2 separate regions of the Mus musculus genome follow, and region 2 is linked to region 1. A link is a contact called in public HiChIP or PLAC-seq data. All regions are on one chromosome and are shown on one strand. Each heading gives the region's core, a stretch centred on a gene start, on an enhancer-like site or on the middle of the called end of the contact. The rest is flanking DNA. Distances are from core to core; before and after follow the strand shown.

Evidence for each region. HiChIP or PLAC-seq counts read pairs in DNA pulled down with a chosen protein or histone mark.
Region 2: a contact with region 1 is called in an H3K27ac HiChIP or PLAC-seq map of microglia, with 5 times the contacts expected there. The contact joins the enhancer-like site here to the promoter of Atp5b in region 1. A contact is called at or near these places in 5 of 115 datasets of contacts at active chromatin or transcription factors (acute myeloid leukemia, embryonic stem cells, forebrain and 2 more) and 3 of 9 other capture datasets (adipose tissue, liver and pancreatic islet).

The regions. Positions count from the first base shown.
Region 1 is chr10:128,081,503-128,084,599 of GRCm38.p6, forward strand. Atp5b (ATP synthase, H+ transporting mitochondrial F1 complex, beta subunit) reads left to right here and starts at 1,805. Exons shown (of 10, transcript NM_016774.3): 1 at 1,805-1,951; 2 at 2,390-2,572; 3 at 2,795-2,969. The coding sequence starts at 1,825. Snord59a (a small nucleolar RNA gene) reads left to right here and starts at 2,640; the gene lies at 2,640-2,714.
Region 2 is chr10:128,437,441-128,440,788 of GRCm38.p6, forward strand. Rnf41 (ring finger protein 41) reads left to right here. Exons shown (of 7, transcript NM_001164237.1): 7 at 643-3,348. The coding sequence ends at 994. Among named protein-coding and RNA genes, the nearest start is that of n-TScga2, 19 kb to the right of the region's middle. Within about 2 kb of position 1,696, at least 47 of the 459 cell types and tissues checked have an H3K27ac peak or open chromatin away from gene starts, as enhancers often do. A contact at or near this core is called in acute myeloid leukemia, liver and microglia, where this site is marked.

The DNA.
Region 1 (3,097 bases), core at 555-3,054:
GTCAGTGATTTGCCTGTATTCATTGTTTGCCTGGTGCCTGTGAGGACAGAGGGCACAGGAGTGCTGTGTTTCTAGAGGCCAGGAGATGGTGTTGGATCCCTGGAATTATAGGCAGTTGCCAGCTGCACAATGTGCATACTGGGAACTGAGCTCCAGTCCTCTGTGAGAGCAGTGCATGGTTTTATCCACTGAGACGTCTCACCAGACAGCCTCTTGACTCTCTGCATTACATCCTCCGATCCTCTTATTACCCTTCAGCCCCATATTTCTTTCTTCTACTTGCTAATCATATGCTGACATTCTTTTTGGTTCTTTTCTGTCTGAATTTTATGATTTTTTTTTTTACTTATTGCCACGCAGTGTTATCCAGTAGGCTGGCCTCCAACTCATTGTGTAGCCCAGGATGATTTTAAACTCCTGCCTCCCCCTCTCTAGTGCTGGTGTCACAGAAGTGCAACATCTTGTCCTGCATTGGGCTCTTCCTTACTTAGCAAGGTTATTAGATGTTATCTTAAGAATGGGGAGGCTGAGTCCAAGGCATGCCTGAACCACAGCAAGACTGTTTCAATAACACATGCATGTAATTGCTGAGGAGGATATGGGTGCGTTCCTTTGTTCCCCGCTACAGCCTTTGCCAGCTCTCCACTGTCAGACTGAGAACTTTTTTCATCATCATGCAGAAAAATGGGAAGTACTGGAGGATGCTAGGAAGTAAAAAGGTGCAATACTACAACTTTGTGTATCCTCATAGGAAGACCAAGGGCTTCCCTGTTAGAGCTCCACCCCATCCCCATTGTTGCTGGCAAGGATATCATTGATTCTGTGACTTTCCATCCTAGAGCAACACACACTTCTGGCCAGCCTCCACTTTCATTCAAAAGTCCTTTGAGACCTGGCATCATCTCCCTATAGGGTCGGATTTCGTTTTTTTTTTTTTTTTTTTTTTTTTTGCCTTATCTACAACCAAACCGAAGAAATGTGGTTTCAGGCAAAGGCTCGCTTAGCGTATTCTTCCTTTCTACTTTACTTTACGGATTTCTGCACACACATATCACAGCAAAGGTCTATTACTTCTGACCTTTCATTTTGTGTTTGAGACAGGGTCTCAAGGGGCTTCAGTTGGCTCCTGGAATCTTGAGCCTTCACCTGTCAAGTTCTGGAATTACAGGGTTCTGTCAGTACGTCTGCTTAGGGCAATTCTTTACATAAGTAGGTGACTCTAAATTACCCCTCGAGTGTTATAAATAAATAACCTTGTCTCCTCGATGCAGAACGTCTGTCGAAGGATGGGTCGCTTTAGTTTCTTTCGTTGCACGGATTTATATGATAAAGAGCCTCCAGGTTTCGGACCTGCTGGGCCGCCTGGAAACTTCCACCCTCACTACTGTCGAGGAAACCCCACGTTTTGGAGCCACAGAAGGTTCCTGACTTTCAGGACGCCGCCACTCAACCTTAGCGGCTGTCACCTAACTCAAGGTCCAAGGACAGTCAAAGACGGCCTAGTGCACAGGTTCAACGGAACCCCGCCCCTTTATTTCAACGTAGTTCCGCCAAAAACCTCTCCTACTGACGTTCCCATGGGCCAATTAGGTTTCGAGGCTTAGAGGGCGGCTCCTCCAATTAAAAAAGAGAATTTTCAGATTGGCACCAGTTTAGACCAATAGCTGATAAGCTCCGAGTTTTTTTACCCTATAGAAGCGTTAGTGGTGATGACGAACAGCAAAATCACCCAATTACTGTGCCTACGGCGGAGGTTGCCCCGCCCCAGCTGCAGGACCGGCGGAGAGGACCGCTTCGGCGCTCAGTCTCCACCCGGATTCCGCCATGTTGAGTCTTGTGGGGCGTGTGGCCTCGGCCTCGGCCTCCGGGGCCTTGCGGGGACTCAGCCCTTCGGCGGCTCTGCCACAGGCGCAGCTTCTACTGCGAGCTGCTCCCGCCGGGGTTCATCCTGGTAAGCGCCTTCCTGGAGGAGCTAGTTCGGTTCTTCTCCCCGTGACCTTGAGCTTGGGCCTATCGGATCCGTTCTCCATAAGGATTCCCGGGCAGCGGACTACTGTCCAGCCGAGGAGTGCAAGGACAGTCGCCCGTGGGAGCGTTGATATAACCAGCAGCGTCCCATTTTGTGAGGCTAGAGTGGCCGGCAGCTGCCTCGACCTTGAGGTTTTGAGGGGGATACCAAACTCGAGAATAATGGCGGTTCTGTGCACGAGGTCGGGAAAACAGTGCGGGTGGGTTCCCGATTGCAGCGTGCCCTTCTCCATGCCTCCTCCTATCTTGCAGGAGACTTAGTCTGGGCTCAGCTAACCTTCCCTCGGGGGATAAATCTGGGATTCGGGTGACCTTAAGCTGTCCTAACACCAACGCCTTCCAATACCTTTTTGTCTGCTAGCCAGAGACTATGCGGCGCAGGCGTCTGCGGCCCCGAAGGCAGGCACTGCCACCGGGCGAATCGTGGCAGTCATCGGCGCTGTGGTGGACGTCCAGTTCGATGAGGGATTACCACCCATCCTAAATGCCCTGGAAGTGCAAGGCAGGGACAGCAGACTGGTTTTGGAGGTGGCCCAGCATTTGGGTAAGTAGGACGTTTTAGAGGTGGGAAAGAGCTTGTTAGGCTTAAATAACACGAGATCGTGCCATCTCCATTCTGTGATGACTTTACCAAATGACTTTCGTTCTTCTGAGTTTGCTGAAGCCACACTCAGGTGCTGAGAGGGGAGGCCTGTTTGCTTTTGATCACCCTTCATTACATACTGTTAGGTTTTGGTGCTTATAACGTGTTAATGCTGATTGACAGGGGAGAGCACGGTCAGAACTATTGCTATGGATGGCACTGAAGGCTTGGTTAGAGGCCAGAAAGTACTGGATTCAGGGGCACCAATCAAAATTCCTGTTGGTCCTGAGACCTTGGGCAGAATCATGAATGTCATTGGAGAACCTATTGATGAGAGAGGTCCTATCAAAACCAAACAGTAAGTTTCTCTCACTGCATTTGTGAACATGGGAACCTTTTCTTGCAGTTGTACACATGGGGTAATAACTGGTAGTAAAGCAACATTTTCCTACAGTACTACTTCCATTTCTGTTGTATTCAGTTATT
Region 2 (3,348 bases), core at 446-2,945, 360 kb after region 1:
TAGGGGGCAGGGCCAGAGAGAAGAGCAAGAGAGACCCTCACTCCAACCCAGGCTTGTTGTTCACTGGGGTGGATGGCGGGGAGTCCTGGCTGAAGATGGAGTTTGTCCAGAACTACCTGGGGACCACCATGCACCTAGCATGTACTGAGAGCTTAGGGGTACTCAGGAGCAAACGGGGGTAGCTTAGCACGCGGAGGAGAGGGCAGAGTGTACATCCAGGAAAGTCTGTAAAATCCAGCAAGACCAAGCAAGTGAACAAGGGAAGTGTAAGACCACGTAAGACCCTGTCCATTTGGAGGCCTGTGTAGTTGGTAGACCAGACGGTAAGTGTGGAGTGGAGAGGAATAGGCCCGAGGACCACAGTGTAGAAGACATTTCTTCCTTCAGGACAGTCTGGCAGTTGCTGTGTGGTAGGCACCATGCATGCATTGAGACTTGAAAGAATAACAGCCTAGACTCAGGGATTGAGGATGGTGAGTGATGTGATGTGAACAGCAGGCCCAACTAGAGGAGAATTTGGGTTTTCTGGACCAATGCTAGTAAGAAAGTCAGGTGGCCTGCAGAGTGGAGGTCATCTCTGAGGAGAAAAAGCCAAAGCAGAGAAAGGCAGGAGCTGGCGTGACCATCCCAACCCCTCCACAGGTGGGTGAACTCCCTGCAGCCGGCAAGGGTGACCCGCTGGGGGGGCATGATCTCCACTCCTGATGCTGTGCTCCAGGCTGTCATCAAGCGCTCCCTCGTGGAAAGTGGCTGCCCGGCCTCCATCGTCAACGAGCTGATTGAAAATGCCCATGAACGCAGCTGGCCCCAGGGTCTGGCCACACTAGAGACAAGACAGATGAACCGGCGCTACTATGAGAACTACGTGGCCAAGCGCATCCCTGGCAAGCAGGCTGTAGTGGTGATGGCCTGTGAGAACCAGCACATGGGGGACGACATGGTGCAGGAGCCAGGGCTCGTCATGATATTTGCGCATGGTGTGGAGGAGATATAAGAGCGTAACTGGCTGTCAGGAAGAGGTAGAGTTGGAAAACCCATTGCTCCAGCAGCTGAGCCCTGACTTCTCCCACAGCCCTTATGCCGCGGCTTGTACCTGAGCCACGTACTCCCTGCTTCTGGCATGAAGGACTTTGGGGCACTTAGCTCAGCCTTTCAGCGGAGAACCCAGATTCCTGCCTTTTGCTATATTCTTTCCCCCACAATGTCTGTAAATTTTCAGTCAGGGTGGAGAAATCCCCACTTCTGTATTTTCCTGACTAAGATCCCCTGGTTCCCAAATATTTTCAGAAAGCACAAAGAAATTTGTTTTCCCTAGAGGATCAGGGTAGAGTGAGGCATTTCTAATTGTCTATCTCTTCCAAAACCAGGGAGTCCCAGCAGGCAGGAGTCCCAGCAGGCAGGCTTGCTGAAGTCACGCAGCATTGAGAGCTGCTCTGAGGAGCCAGCACCTGGCAGAAGGGCTGAGGGTGTGGCCCAAACCCTCTAACCAGTGAGGCCAAAGCCTGGTCCTCACGCGCATCCCTGTCCAGGCCGCTGTGAAGGTGCAGGCCTTGATGGGTGCGCAGGGTGGCCCCTGTGAGGGTGCACAGGGTGGGTTGTTGAAATGTTGCTGAACTCTTTCCTACACGTTTCATAATTAGGAAGGGAAGGAAGGGGTGGGCGTGAGAGCACTGGTGTTCGTACACTCAGCAGGAAGCTGCTGTCTGGCTCTGCTGATCCAGAACGGCACTGCCTCAAGAGGGTGTCTGTGTTGCCTCGGTGGCCCCTCTTCAGCCCTGTGATTGCAGTTAGCTTGATTTCCTTTGGTGTTGTTTGTTTATATTTCCAAGTCACAAACCCCATCTGTTACCCAGTCTTGTTTTCATAGGATGGACTGGCTGTGTCTCTCTGATCTAGCCCAGCCACATTGTTGGCAATTTAATTTATTTACTTTTTTTTTTTTTAAGAAAGGAGAAAAGAAAAAACATCAAGAAAACTTAAAACCTTTCTTATGCCCTTTCTTTGGCTGTTCCTATTGTGGGATTTGGGTAGGGTGGGGCTGGTAAGGTCTGTTTCATGTGTTTCCTTTTCAGCATGAGCTCTGGTCTGATACCTGCTCTGACCCTCCCCTCCATCACCCTGCAGGAGCTTTGGCTGTGGCAGTCCAGCGTTGATGCCTGTGACCCATGAAGAAATTTGTTCCCTGCCCCTTTAGGTCTCCTTGTGAAACCCTAGAATTAACTGGCTGGCACATGTGTTTTGAAGGTGACTCTTCCATGTTTCCTGAGGAAACTTCCTGTTTATCTGGGTTCTAACCTTCACCAGCCAAGTGGGATATAAATCAGATGTCTCCAAAGCCAGGCTGACTACACTGGCTCAGTCAAGTCCACCCAAGGACTTGGGGTCCATTCAAGGCTCTCTGGGTGGCTGCTGGGTCCCCCATGGTGGCTAGTAGAGTGAGCAAGGAGAAAGAGTGGTGTGATTATTTTAAAAGCGTAGGTGGGAGTGTGATTGGAGAGGTCAGAGGGCCCCCCTTCACCATACTCTAGCTTCTCTCTGGGAGTTCCACTTCAGGCTAGCCTGCTGTTGGTCTCACTGGTTGAGTCGTGTGCCTCCTGTGGGGTTGGGATAGAAGGATATAGCTTGAGGACCGTAAGAAAAAGTTGGGTGTTCCAGCTCCAGGACATTGTGCTCAGGAGTTTGAAAAAGGCTGCTATACTCAGTCGGGTTACTGGGTTTCTTGTTCCTCTTTGTGCCTGCCTGCCTTGCCCAAGCTCACTCTGTCTATTCCTTACTCTGAGATGAATGATGGAGGAGGCTGAAGTTTGCTTGCCCTTTGCACCAGTATCTGCAGCTCTTCCATTGTGCTGTGTGCTGTACATGGTGTTCACTGCACTAATAAATCTCTCACTCAACTCTAAATTCTTAGTCACCCCCCTTATGAAGGATTCTTCCTAGCTTGGTAATGCACCTTCCACTGACCTCTGCCTTGAGAGACCGTCTGTCTGGAAACTGCATACACTTCACACGCTTCACGTTCTGTGCTCTACTGCTCTCGTAAGCCTAACTGCATTCTCTTCAGAGTGTCCCTTTAGCCGGAATTCTGTTTTCCTAAATGTCCTGCATTCGGAGGATGCTACCGAAGACTTTAGCACCTCTTTCCAGCGAGTGGGGAGCTTCTGCCCTCTAGGGGCTCCTGATATTAATGTAGGGAGGAAACCTGAAACAGCTCTCCTGCTGTTCAGACCTTGACAAGGACTTTCCTGGCTAGGGAGATGGCTAGGGAGAGGTAAGAGCTCTAACTGCACGTGAGGATGTGAGTTCAAATTCCCAGCACCTGCATAAAAAGCTGAGCATGGTCAAGAGATA